5 separate regions of the Sus scrofa genome follow, and all the other regions are linked to region 1. The links are chromatin contacts, called in public HiChIP or PLAC-seq maps. All regions are on one chromosome and are shown on one strand. Each heading gives the region's core, a stretch centred on a gene start, on an enhancer-like site or on the middle of the called end of the contact. The rest is flanking DNA. Distances are from core to core; before and after follow the strand shown. Region 1 has its middle 640 kb from the start of QKI. Region 2 overlaps QKI (QKI, KH domain containing RNA binding). Region 3 has its middle 280 kb from the start of QKI. Region 4 has its middle 310 kb from the start of QKI. Region 5 has its middle 340 kb from the start of QKI.

Region 1 (2,519 bases), core at 8-2,507:
GTCTCCAGCATTTCATAAACATTAACAACATCGGCAAAGGAATCAGTTTTCAATAGAAACTTCGACAATGAATGCAGTGCTGTCTTGACATGACATTGAACCTTCATCCGTCGGAAAGCAGCCTCTTGGGCATCCACGTGGTGGGTTGTGAAGGTTCAGCTCAGGCGCCCGTCGGCTCTCCTGAGTTACCCGACCCAGGGCCAGTGAGGGCTGAGTCTTTTTCCTTCGCTGTCCTGACCTTCTCTTATTTGTCCCCCCCGCTTTATCTCTGAACACCGAGATGACATATTCCATGGCACACATTCACCGACTTGCATTTTTCGGGGGTTGATCGTAAGGAGAAGTCAGACTTGGAGGAAACGGTTATTAAATTTACCTGCGGGAGGGATGCCTCTTGTCTATTTGATATGAGGTGAATGGAGCTGTTCCCTAAGTGGACTCATGCTCGCCCCACCCTTCTTTAAAAGAAAGAAAGTCACGGGGAGGAGTGAGGAAATTTCCAGCAGCTTTTCACTTTTCCCAGCTCCCACCCGGACACTGGCATGAACTCAAGTGTATTTAAAATAAAGCTGGTTTGCGGAGAGGGCTGTTGGCTTCCAGAGTTGGGTGAGCAATCCCCAACAGATGACTGGGTCCTATGACCTAATAAAAGAAGTATCTCAAGGAAGACTTCAAAGTTGACCTCTTTCCCCACAAGAGACGAATCAAGATGAACTTGGCCTTTGTGCCCTCCCCTCTTCCCAGCTCCCGCGTCCTCTTCCATCCTGTCTTCCTGCAGGCTGCATGGGGACACTCTCTCTTCTGTTTCTCCTTTGGGGAAGTAGTGGTCATTGTGGTTGACACCAGACTCATGGATGGCTGGGGGTGGGTGCCCGATAATTGCAGCACTTCTTAGGCACTTTTGTCTCCCAAATATGGCACCGTGGCAGCTGAAATACCTTATGAAAATAGCATTAAAATGTGTAATGTACCATAAATAAACAGAGAGACAGCCAGGAAGCTGTGCTAATCACTGCTTTGATGTAGCATGAATTACTGTATTTTTAAGGGCCTCATGTTTCTGACTGCTTGTTTTGACTCAGCTGCCACTGCTCCAGAGAAGGCTTGGACCCAGTGTTCCACCTCTTCTCCCTCCGTGGTGACAGCTGTTGTCCTTTGACTCACAGGAAAATGATTTCCCCACCCTTCCCCTGCCTCGCGGCCCTTTCCTGGCAGGACTCCCTGTGAAGCTCCAACTCCCCTCCCCTTGTCGAGGCCGGCAGAGGGCGAGGACGGCCTCTGGGCAGGGCTCCAGGCTCTCCCAAGGCCCTGTGTCATCTGCCAGCCTGTCCAGCGCTCCACGGCAACATCCTATTTTTATCTTGGGCACCCTGGCGCTCTCCCAGTTGGTTGGGCACGTCGGGCAATGGAGGTCGGGCCGGACCTGTGTCACCAGCTGCCGTAGGGCGGAATCCCCTTGCTGAGTGGAGCTCCCAGGAGGAAAGCATCCTATGCTGCAATCTTGGGGATCCATCAGGACATTCCTGCTTTGCCTGCGGGGCATCCGCCACTTACTGGAGAGGCTGAATCCTGACTTGCTACCGAGAGTGGGAGTACTTAAGTTTGTAAGCCTTCAGTGCCTTTCCGGGTCTTAGGATTGATCATGTGGATGTCACAGGGCACAGGTAAAGGCCAGAGGCTGTCTCCACGTTGTAACTGCCCAGGTAACCCCTTTCAGACCGGACTTCTGGGCAGCCCTCCCGCTAGTTCCGTTAATGATCCGGGCTCAGTCCCCCCCAGCTCTGCTCCTGGGTCCGGGAGCGCCCTCTTGTGGTTGGAAGAGCTCTAAGCCGACTTTTTTTCTTTTCCTATTTTTTTCCTAACATTGACGTTTTCTCAAATTTTGTGTTTTCGTCTAACCCCTAGAGTGAAAAGTATTAGCCGTTAGTTTGAAGATGAGCATGGGAGAGGGAGAGAAGGTGGAAATGTTTTATCACCATCTTTATCATCCTTGTACCGAAGCCCCTATCAGTCCACGTTCACTCTCTCAAACCAGAACATTTGAAATATCTCTTTAATGGTCTTTTTGCCTTCGGGATTCTATCCTCTCATCCTTATTATTTTTTTCTTTTTATCTGTCTCAAAATTAAACGAAATGTTCTTTAAAGCTTTTTGCTTTGTTTCCTTGTTGCCTTCTGGAGACCGTTCCAAGGCTGACTCTTTTGTGAAGTTCCCATTCCTGCCTCTCTTAGGTGCCTTCTTACTCCGCTTTGCTAAACCCTTTGGTGTAAGGCCCTCCACACCACTCCCGCCAACGACCATGGAGGCCCTGAGTTTTCCCTCCTCTGTGCCTCCTGTTTGGCTTCCGTGGGCGGCATCAGGGTCCCCTCGCAGGTCCAGGTCGTCCTCTCCCCGCCCACCTCTGCCCATCTTCACCAGAAGCTCTTGCTGCCTCTGCCCTGGCAGGTGCTTCCTCTTCTCACATCCACTGCGCTTGCAGTTCATGCTAATCTGCGCCTTGTGTCTTTCTGCAAACAATG
Region 2 (2,519 bases), core at 13-2,512, 500 kb before region 1:
CTCTCTGTTTTATGCCAGCATGCTTAAGTTTTAAGTTTATAAACTTTTATTCTTTTGATGAAATTTCAACTTCTAAATTGAAGAGTTTCATAAAATTTTACTGTTAACTACAGATTTAAGACTTCCAACTTATTTCATTTATGCAAAGGACAGAAGTTTTTTGAAAACAATTTTTGAATAAAAGCTATTTTGGAATGTTATCTGAATGCAGTGATTCTTCTGTTGAATTCTGTTCTTTCACTTTGCTTGCATGTTTTTCCCTCTAGTAATTTTTTTCTCTATTGATTTCATATGTGAGTTCACAGAGAGCAGTATCTTAGATACTATTTTAATCCTGTTTTCCCCTTTATATGTATTTTGCATGCTTTCATAAACTATGAGGATTGCTTTTTCTATATTTAATGAAATAATGTGAAATTTATATTTTGAGGCAATCTAAGTTTTACATAGCATTCATATGAGTATGATAGCATTTAATTTTTTTTTTTTTTTTTTTTAAGAAATAGAATTTTAAAGGCATAGCCAACTCTACAAAATGTAGGCAACCTAGTGGGTTTAGAAGAGGTCACTTTTGCAAATGGTTGTCATTAATTTACTCACAAAAATGAGTATATCATTAACAATCATGTGTTTGGGAGTGCAGCATTTTTGTATTTTTTCCTGTGAAGGGACTTCCTACAGATACAGGAAATTAGTAACTGTTGGTTACTTGACTAACTTGATACAATGAAATTTATTCTTTCCTTAATTTGAAACTGAAGCTACCCTTTAGAAATGTATCAAAAAACTGTATTTCTGTGGACTCCAATTACAAAGTATTTTTTAACATCTTTTAATGCAGGTGTTTTCTTGTGCTTCTGCATGCACCTTTAGTCTCATGAGATCTTAAAAGCATAGATATATCAAATACATGAATTAAATATAACCTGTTTTAATGGTCTCATTCTTTTTTTCCCCCAGTGGCTTTTTAATTTTTGCACATTTATTCTTAATCACATTGGGAAAGGGGAAGCTGTTTGCATTTGATTGGTATGCTTTGGCATTTTTGTGTGATCAGTGCATGTACTAATGATTTCCTTTTATTTTTCTTCTTTTCTGCTTTTTCTTTTCTTTTTCCTACTTCCCTCTCATTTTTCATATTTTACACTGCTATCTCTGTACTTCCTTCTAAATTTCTTTGCTTACTGTAGCAGCCCTTGCCTTTTCTCTTGCAGCAACAGCCCAGGCTGCTCCAAGGATTATTACTGGGCCTGCGCCTGTTCTCCCACCAGCTGCCCTGCGCACTCCTACGCCAGCTGGCCCTACCATAATGCCTTTGATCAGACAGATACAGACCGCTGTCATGCCAAACGGAACTCCTCACCCAACTGCTGCAATAGTTCCTCCAGGGCCCGAAGCTGGTTTAATCTACACACCCTATGAATACCCCTACACGTTGGCACCAGCTACATCAATCCTTGAGTACCCTATTGAACCTAGCGGTGTATTAGGTAAGTTCTTCTCCGTATGTGGTGAACATTTTTCTTCATGACTTTTGCTGCCCCAGACTTGAAACGATTGCATCCATTTCAGAGAGGCAAGACAAGTTTCCATTGGGAAAAACTGTAAACCAAATTTTATTTTATTTCAGCCTCTTTGTAAGAGTTCTCCCTTAAAATAATTGTACCTTAGATTTATTTAGATTGACTTTGGTAACTGAAATTCACTGGGATGGGTTAAATTTACTAAACATTTTAAACAGAGAGTACGTTTCATATTTGACATCACTCGGGTTGTTCTGAGTTTTAGATCCTACCTCAGCCTATCCCCATCATCAGCTTCAGCACCCAGAGTTTTTAGGTTCCTTTGGCTCAGAGACGTATTTAATTGTTGGCTAAATTTTAAATTTCTTTGTGAAAGTGCTTTAAGATCTTTTTAAAACTGATATTACTATGTGTGGTTTTCTTATATTTGTGATCACTTTAAATATGAAAGGGATCAGGTGAATAGTTGCGTTCTTCATGTTTTTTTCAGTTTTTCTCTTTTGAAGTCCTTGTTAATATTAAACGTAAGAGATCATCTTAATTTTAATAATGCAGTATGGAATTGATAAGTACACATTTGAGGCAAAAATTAAGATCATACTATAAACGCTCGGTTTTACATGAACAAAAAGTGGTGTGCTTGAAAAAGACATTACTGATGCCTTTTTTTTATAGAGTGGATTGAAATGCCAGTCATGCCTGATATTTCAGCCCATTGACTTGCTGGATGAAGGACTAGAGTACAGCAGCTGTGCTAACGCGACCCGTCCATGTGGGACAGACTGTTCCCGGGCTGCCCTTGTTTTACCAGACAAAATTTGAATTCTTTTTTCTTGAATTGTGTATGACCTTGGTGCTGCGTGCATGCTGTTGACTTTTAGGACTTCGATCTTTCAAGGTTTTTTTTTCCAGCATTAATACTGATTTATAAAAATTTGAAAGTCTTTAATGAACCCGGACACTAAGATTTAAACTTGAAAATTCGTTGTTCAATTA
Region 3 (2,519 bases), core at 14-2,513, 350 kb before region 1:
CATAGATATGGGAAGAAAATCAGCAAGTCTGAGTTCTGGAGATAAGTCTAAATCTGGCTGTGTATCCAGATCACCTGGAGATTATCAAACACACAAACAGAATCCTGGGCTGTGCTCAGACCCACAGCCGCAGACCCTGCCAGGAATCTGTGCCTCCCTACATCACGTGATTCACAGGCATACGCCCAGCTCAGGGTGGGGAGGGCGGGTGGCCTCTGGACCACAGGAGACCTTGGTTGTAGCCGAGGCGGGGCTACCCTGATTAGTTTGGTTACTTCTAGGACTTCCTGTCCTATTTCCTGCTTTCATACAAGCCTTTTAATTTTTTTTAAACTAAAACTTCAATCAGCTCAAGAATAGCAAGTCCTCTTTCTTACTCCTTGAAGGGAAAACTGCCCCGAGTGTGAACCCAGTCTCTCCCGGCAGCAGGCTGGGGGAAGCTGGCTTATCTGTACCGACGCCCCTCCCCCCATCTTGGCTACTTGCCAACGTTGGACTAACTTCACGCGGAACTTTCTGCCTGTGCCTTAACCTGCGGATCAGAGCCCCTTGTAACACCAGCCCCTAGCATCCTGGCGATGGATGACCTTGGAGCGGCTCTCGGAGCATCTGGAAGGACGGCCAAAATGAGTAATGGTCAGAGGAACCAAAATGAGATGAACTGTCATCTGAAACGGGGGAGCAGCATGTGATGGAGGAAACAAGACGCCTTCAGGCTTCAAAGTCATGATCGACATAAGGCACACAAAGCCCAAGACCCCCTGGTTCTTTCCTTCCTGGCATTACTTAAGTCGCGCTCAAGTGCCCTGTGTGTCCTTTGGGAAACTTCCACCTGCTGCGCACAGAGCATGCGCATTCGGGCTGCGTTCGCCACGGTGTTGACACCGAGGGTGAAAGCAATGCTCACAACCTTTGGGGATTGTGGGGGGAGAGGTCAAGGGCAAGATCTGGCCCTGCTGATCGGTTGTCCGAGGGCTTCATGCCCTGCACCCCAGGACAAACGAGCTTTCCACACCGCCCGCCCACGCAGGAGTGTCCAGCCAGTTAGAACGCTCTGTTCTCCCCTCCGAGTCCTTCAGGGAAGCCGTACGTTGAACGCCAGATGAGGAAGGCAGATGTTTTCCTCTTCTCCACCCACCGCAGCTCTGCTTTTGCCAAAAGAGGGGGGCACCGCCACAGTTCACTGCTGGGGACCGGGCGGCCCTGCCGCATGCGCAGTGCGCCTGCGCGCAGCACCTGTCTCCCTCCCCCACAGCCCCCCAACCCCATGCCCCAGGACAGGCTTGGGGGACCGAGGTTCCGCTAAACTCTGACTTCTGGGCCAAGGCAGGCCTTGGAAGGGTGGGAAGAGAAATATTATTTGCACATGGGTTGGGTGAATAATATTTCCTAAATTTAGAGCCATTTGCACTTGCCAGTTCTGAGTTTTGTAGTATTTCTGAAGCAAACATCCTTTTTCTGGCAGCAAAGTGATGCTCAGAAGTAACAACAACAACAACAAAAAAAGGGTTTGGAAGAACTGGCACAAGACCGCAATGATGAAGGCCAGATTTCAAAGTTCTCTTTGGCCACCCTTTAATGTACATCACGAGTTTGGAAATGAAAGGAATTCTGTGGCAGGGCTGCGGGGAAAATTGTACGTCTGCCGCAGAGTGTCCGAAACACAGCTGCTCCGTGTGCCCACATCCTGCTTGGCAACTCCAGCCGACCTACAGCTGGGAGGCAGGGACGCTGCCTCCTCTGCTCTTTGCAGCTGCTTGGAGGGTGTTATCAAACCCGAGGGCTCCTGCCCCTGCACTGTGCCACCTTGTTGGAAAGGGCGACCCCCGACTTTGTGTCAGCGTCTCGGGGGCTCCCAGAGAGGGTTAGACAAGGCTCCGATTCGGTTCAATCTGGTTTGCTTCTGTACAATTCAGTAGCTCTTTGGGCGCCTACTATGTGCAGAGGCTCAAATTTTGTGGAGCAAATGAAAATGAATCAGACTCTTTGTTCGCAGGAATCTGTTTCTGGCGGAGGAGACCCACCAACGCAGAGACACCCGTGCAATAGGGCAGTCGTGGAAAATTTACATCTAAAGGGAGGGAGAGGCCCGGGGCAGGAGAGAGAAAGTCTTCCTGGCCTTTATTTCAGGAGGACAGAGAGGGCTTGTATGGGTAGTTTTCAGCCACTGACCTCTTGCATGATCTTTCTTTCCTGGCTTACAGCTGATTTGGTCTTAAAAAAATCAGATTTTGGATAGGGAAAAATACAGCATTTTTCTGATCTTCTGGCTGTGGGCTGTTCTGTCGTGGCCACACGTGGCCACGCTGGGTTTGGGGACAGGATTGAGCCATCAGCTGGAGAACACGCTCATGGGAACAAGATTCCATCATTTTCCCTAGCTCATCATCTGCAGGCCTGGGTGTTGGCAGGTCTCCGGAGGGAGGGAGGCCTAGCTCCTGAGCCTGGCCTCTGGTCTGGGGCGCAGGTCCTGGGGGTTAGTCCTCAGTGTGGCTTATCCTCCTTGGGAGTTCCCACTG
Region 4 (2,519 bases), core at 15-2,514, 330 kb before region 1:
TTTCTTTTATCTCCTGTGCTTCTTTTTCCCAGAAAGGACTAAAGGCCATTTCAAGAGAAGATTTTTTAATTTTTTTTTGTCTTTTATCTTTCTAGGGCCATACCCGAGGCATACAGAGGTTCCCAGGCTAGGGGTCGAATCGGAGCTGTAGCTGCAGGCCTACGCCACAGCCACAGCAATGCCAGATCTGAGCCATGCCTGAGACCTACCCCATAGCTCACAGCAAAGCCGGATCCTCAACCCACCTAGTGAGGCCAGGGATTGAACTAGCAACCTCATGGTTCCTAGTCGGACTTGTCTCCACTGGGCCACGACAGGAACTCCCTCAAGAGAGGACATTGATGGCGAGTTCCTCTCATCACCAATTCCTGTGGAATCAGCTCAGTGACGTCAGCGGAGGTGACAGAGGCTGTGGTACATGAGGGGACGTTAGCACGGCTGTCTTTTCATGGGGGCTTCTTGTCTCCAGACAGGTGGGCAGGTCCACATGCTGCTTTCAGTACATCACAGGTAAGCCCCTCTGATTGGTCCAGGGCAGGGCCAATGACAGAGCCCTCAGCTGCTCGAGCCAGGAGTGGAGGGAGGCTGTGGGCCCTCCTTTTGATGGGTTTATTACATTTCCATGGGCTCCCCCAGACACAGTCTTTCCAAGGCACCGGTGAGTTTGCCTCAATGTGCCACTGAAGAAGGTGGCATCGCAAACCCCGAGCAAAGGGCAGACCTGCCCCCTGGCAGTCCCTGCAGACTGGGTGTTCACAGCTGCCCAGTGATGGACCAGTGGCCTCTTGTGTCCCCGTCCACATTCGCTGCTGATGTCAGGGCTCATGACTTGGGAAGGACGGGGATGCCCGGAGGTGAGGGGGTGACATTCCAGACAGCCTTGGATCAGGCCCTGGGCTGGATGAGGGAGAAGGGAAGATGCGAGGAGGCCTGGGGTCCCAGAATCTGCTCAGGGTGGAGGGAGCTGGGCTTTCCTCTCGCTGGGGCATGTCTGCTGGGAGAGGAAAGGCAGACACCCCTGGGCTGGGCACCCAAGGACCATTTTCGGGAGATACAGTCAGGTGAAAGCCCAGCTGAGAACAGCGGCTCGTGAAGCAGTGTCCATGATAGGCACGCATCTCACCAGGACAGGGTCCTAAAAGCAGCCTCACTTCCTCAGAAACCGGCACACGCAGCGTGGCCGGGGTTGGTGTGGACAGAGCAAGGCGGGACTGGGAGATGATCTAGAACAATCCAGGGCACGGCCCAGGCCCGCCTCCCAGGTTCCCATGGTGAGCCGCACCCTCCTGCCCTTTTGTCCAGAAGGCCCTTCAGGAGAGCAGCCAGCCCTGAGGCCCTGACCTTGAAGAAGAATTTCCTTCTAACCTCTTGGTGATCCGGGAGGGGCCGGCCATCCTGCCTCGGTTTAAGTTTCTTTTCGGTGATTCCGAAGCGGGAATCAAGGCCTGGTCTGTTCTCCCTGACCCTGGCCTCCCCCAGGCTCGATTGTCCTGGAAAACAAATTCACGTGGTAACTGGGCTTGAAATCAGTGGTAACAGGCCAAAGATTGCAGTTTTAAGCAAGAATTAAGGGGGATGGACAAGCGTGCTTACAAGCTGTAATAGTCCAGACGCAGGAAGGATTCTGTTCAAGTCTCTTCCGAGAATCATACTTTGCCTTTCAGGCCAAATTTCCCACCATCTGGACCCCTCAGATGCTAGGACAGCACTTTGTGGTCCCCCGACCACACAGGGACCCCACTGCCTGTTGAGGTGGAGAGAAGGCTGATCACACGAGCCAGGTGTGGGGGGCGTCCACGTGGCCCCGGGTTATATTTTGTGATACTTCTCTTCCCCAGTCACAGTGCAGGCTCTTTGACGCAAGAATTGCCTTCTTTTCAGTCTCCAGCTCTTAGCCTCGGCCCTCACGCGTAGCTGAGGCTCAGAGTTGTCCATTCGATGCGTAAGTGCCCGCAGTAATCACCTTCTCGAAACAGGCCAACCCTGGACACGTGAGCTTTCCTTCGTCACTGTTCACCCAGCTTAGCTCTTGGGCAGAACTGAGGAGGTTATGCTCTCCAGGTACCTTAAATACCTACAGCCTATGGTTTCAGGAGGCCAAACGGGGACCTTGGATAAGCTCTTCCACTTTCCTTGAACTTCAGTGTCCTTGTCTTAAAGCCGTGGTGAGAATGAGGGGGAGAGATGGTTCCTGTTCAGGAGGCAGCCCCCCTGGCCCAGATCTCCCAGGGCCACCCCCGCCCCAGGCACTGTGCCCCCATGGCCCTTGGAGAGTACGTGAACCTTCCTCCTTCAGGGTCAAGGTCATGCTGCCTTGGATCCCGCCGTCTTTACCATTTTCCCACGTTTACTCAGATCTTCTCTTGACCTAAGATGTCTATGGAGTTCTTAAAGGTGGAGCAGGTGGGGGCAGAGCTCCTGGGTTGGACTCAAAGGGCCCCTGTCCCAAGGGGGTGTGGTCTGTTGCAGGGTCACTTTCAGTGGCTCCTTGGTCCCTCAGGCGAAATGACTCCCGGCAG
Region 5 (2,519 bases), core at 7-2,506, 290 kb before region 1:
CTCTCCTGTGAAGCGGAAGGCATGGGCGACCCCACGTCTGGGCACAGGTGACCACATGCCTTGGACCCTGGAAGGCACACTTGTGTGTTACACTTAAGATGATGATTGCAACGACAGACCCGAGCCGCATCCACGACCTATGCCACAACTCACAGCAATGCTGGATCCTTCACCCACTAGAGCAAGGCCAGGGATCGAACCCATGTTCTCATGGTTACTAGTCGGGTTCTTAACCCACTGAGCCGTAACGGGAACTCCAAGATAATGATTTCTTCAGACTGAATTCTTAATAATGCTGAAAGTCATCTTTGGTTCTGATAGACAAAGTCTTTCCTTTGAAGACAGTAGGCAGGTAGGTACAGTCGTGGAGATGTTAAAGTTTTTTTGAAACCTCTCTGTAATGATTTCATAATAAGTAACTTTAGTAGAAATAAAGGACCCTAAACTCAATGCTCATCTTCAGTGACCCTTCGTAAAATTTATCCTGGTTAATTCCCCAACTCTGTGATTCTATGGCCCCATCTTCCTCCTCCTTTTCCCCCGACACCTGACAGATCTCCCCCTGCAGCATTCGTTGCTGTCTGTGCACAGGAAACAAGGATCTTTCCTCTTGACTTCTGAGTCCCTCAGCTGCACTTAACCTAACCCTTGGAGTATTGGATTGTTTAAATGGGATGATCTATTTTCACTGCATAATGAACATGGAACACCTGAGAGTTCTCCTAGATGATGTTTGAGGCCTCATTTAGCTCTAAAATGTCTAAAATCCAGTGTCTCATCTCCATAAGGTACTTCTCTATTTTATCCCACAAAGTGAATATAACTCTGTCATCCACTCTTTAATCAAGAAAGCTTCAGTGTTCTTGGACTATTTCTTGGGCTTCTCTGTCTCTCATACGCTGCCAAATGCTGCCCGCATTGTTTTCAATAGCATATTTCCTTGTTTTCTGGCAAGGAAAGCTTTATAACATTTCCAAAATAAGTAAGTCTCCAGTATCTGAGTAGGCCAAGCATTTGGCAAGTCCCAATATGTGAGAGAGTTTGTGGAGTCTATTCTAAAATTTCCCTTCTTTCTCTTTTACCCTATACTAGGTAAGCAATTATTTCTGCCACCCTTTCATCATTTGTCTCCTCTCTGGAGCCCCCTGAGGCTTGCGGCCAGACATGACGAAGGGAGTCTCTCTGAATGATAGCCTGTAACTGTCAGCGTTTCCCTGGGAGGGGCTGAATTCCCTTTTCAATCCAAACAACCAAACCAGAATAAAATCTCTGCAATATTTCTGGCCTGTAAACAGCATGCCTTCCTTGGTTCGCTTCCTGACACCTCCCCAGACTGTTTGGGTTTTCGCAAACATCCTTCTTGGCTTCAGGAAGGGTGGGATGAGATTGTTTAGTTGTTCAAGGGGTTCTGAAGTCTCTCTCATCAGCAGTGGTTCCTTGAGGAAGCAGGGACAGAACAGGCGCTCGGAGGGAGCAAGGTGAAGCTTGTGGGGGAGGGGGAAGCAAAGATGAAATCTTGCTCCAAAGTGCAGATCCGGAAAGGTTGGGAAAAGCAAGAGCATTTCAGACTCCCGGGCTTGCTCACATACAGCCAATAACAGCCCAAGATCTACTCTGCTTGACCCTGTTTAGCTCAAGCTGGCAGAATTGTAAAAAGTCACTTGACCAGCCTGCGTCAGGTGCGTCACTTCGAGGTGGGTAGCGTCCAGATCATCTCCATTAAAGGATGAGGGGGTGGACCTTTGCTTTAGGTCATTCTGTATGGCCGTGTGCTGTCAAGGACCAGGCTGACATGAGAGCGTATCATGTCACGGCCAAGAGCACCTGAACAAACTTACAAAAAGAAACAGGCCCCTTTTCTTCTTTCCTTTTTTAAAAGGAAGAGCAAGAAACGAAGAGTAAATGGTTGTCTTTCTGTTCTTTGTCCTCTTTCTGACAAGAACAGCTGTGACATTATGAATGACAAAGAAGGAGCAATTTGCAGGGACACGGGGCCAAATTATCAAAATTCAGTCCCTGTTTATCCATGGCATAAATATACGTGACGTTGGGGCTCATTCTTGGAACACATCATACAGTTTCGCACAGGGTAGGGGGTGTATCTGTGCACCACTGAATTTCTACCATGTTTAACTCCTCCGAGGCATGGACGACGATCCTACGGGAAGCTCACTGGACTAGGGGATGGTTAACCACACGTGAGTTTCTGGACAGCTGACAATCTTTCTTTATTGATACTAAATTTGTGAACCACAGAGTAGATGATAGATCCATAAAGAAGTACTTTTTTATTTTTTCAACATTTCAGTATATTTTGCAGTATGTTTTAATGTAGTATGGCCACTGCTATAAGTATAGACATGCCTAGCAAAAGTCATTCAAGCTATTTGCAGGAATTTATAGCAAAGGTGCATTTAGAATTCAGGGATCCTAGGAATCCAAACAGTAGCTTTGAGAGCTCCGAATGAGTACACAATGGCACAAGCAGTTGTCAACGTTCTTTTCATAACATTCTCTAA

What was found. HiChIP or PLAC-seq counts read pairs in DNA pulled down with a chosen protein or histone mark.
Region 2: a contact with region 1 is called in an H3K27ac HiChIP or PLAC-seq map of skeletal muscle, with 5 times the contacts expected there. The contact joins two enhancer-like sites. A contact is called at or near these places in 3 of 47 Hi-C or Micro-C datasets (embryonic fibroblasts, fibroblasts and heart right ventricle) and 1 of 2 datasets of contacts at active chromatin or transcription factors (skeletal muscle).
Region 3: an H3K27ac HiChIP or PLAC-seq map of skeletal muscle shows a contact between it and region 1. The contact joins two enhancer-like sites. A contact is called at or near these places in 4 of 47 Hi-C or Micro-C datasets (embryonic fibroblasts, heart right ventricle and skeletal muscle) and 1 of 2 datasets of contacts at active chromatin or transcription factors (skeletal muscle).
Region 4: an H3K27ac HiChIP or PLAC-seq map of skeletal muscle shows a contact between it and region 1. The contact joins two enhancer-like sites. A contact is called at or near these places in 1 of 47 Hi-C or Micro-C datasets (liver) and 1 of 2 datasets of contacts at active chromatin or transcription factors (skeletal muscle).
Region 5: a contact with region 1 is called in an H3K27ac HiChIP or PLAC-seq map of skeletal muscle, with 3 times the contacts expected there. The contact joins two enhancer-like sites.

What each region holds. Positions count from the first base shown.
Region 1 is chr1:4,246,224-4,248,742 of Sscrofa11.1, reverse strand. No RefSeq gene overlaps it. Among named protein-coding and RNA genes, the nearest start is that of QKI, 640 kb to the left of the region's middle. Within about 2 kb of position 1,257, at least 38 of the 83 cell types and tissues checked have an H3K27ac peak or open chromatin away from gene starts, as enhancers often do. A contact at or near this core is called in skeletal muscle, where this site is marked.
Region 2 is chr1:4,744,279-4,746,797 of Sscrofa11.1, reverse strand. It overlaps QKI (QKI, KH domain containing RNA binding), which reads left to right. Exons shown (of 8, transcript NM_001007195.1): 6 at 1,191-1,490. Among named protein-coding and RNA genes, the nearest start is that of QKI, 140 kb to the left of the region's middle. Within about 2 kb of position 1,262, at least 5 of the 83 cell types and tissues checked have an H3K27ac peak or open chromatin away from gene starts, as enhancers often do. A contact at or near this core is called in skeletal muscle, where this site is marked.
Region 3 is chr1:4,598,570-4,601,088 of Sscrofa11.1, reverse strand. No RefSeq gene overlaps it. Among named protein-coding and RNA genes, the nearest start is that of QKI, 280 kb to the left of the region's middle. Within about 2 kb of position 1,263, at least 24 of the 83 cell types and tissues checked have an H3K27ac peak or open chromatin away from gene starts, as enhancers often do. A contact at or near this core is called in skeletal muscle, where this site is marked.
Region 4 is chr1:4,573,241-4,575,759 of Sscrofa11.1, reverse strand. No RefSeq gene overlaps it. Among named protein-coding and RNA genes, the nearest start is that of QKI, 310 kb to the left of the region's middle. Within about 2 kb of position 1,264, at least 11 of the 83 cell types and tissues checked have an H3K27ac peak or open chromatin away from gene starts, as enhancers often do. A contact at or near this core is called in skeletal muscle, where this site is marked.
Region 5 is chr1:4,538,403-4,540,921 of Sscrofa11.1, reverse strand. No RefSeq gene overlaps it. Among named protein-coding and RNA genes, the nearest start is that of QKI, 340 kb to the left of the region's middle. Within about 2 kb of position 1,256, at least 8 of the 83 cell types and tissues checked have an H3K27ac peak or open chromatin away from gene starts, as enhancers often do. A contact at or near this core is called in skeletal muscle, where this site is marked.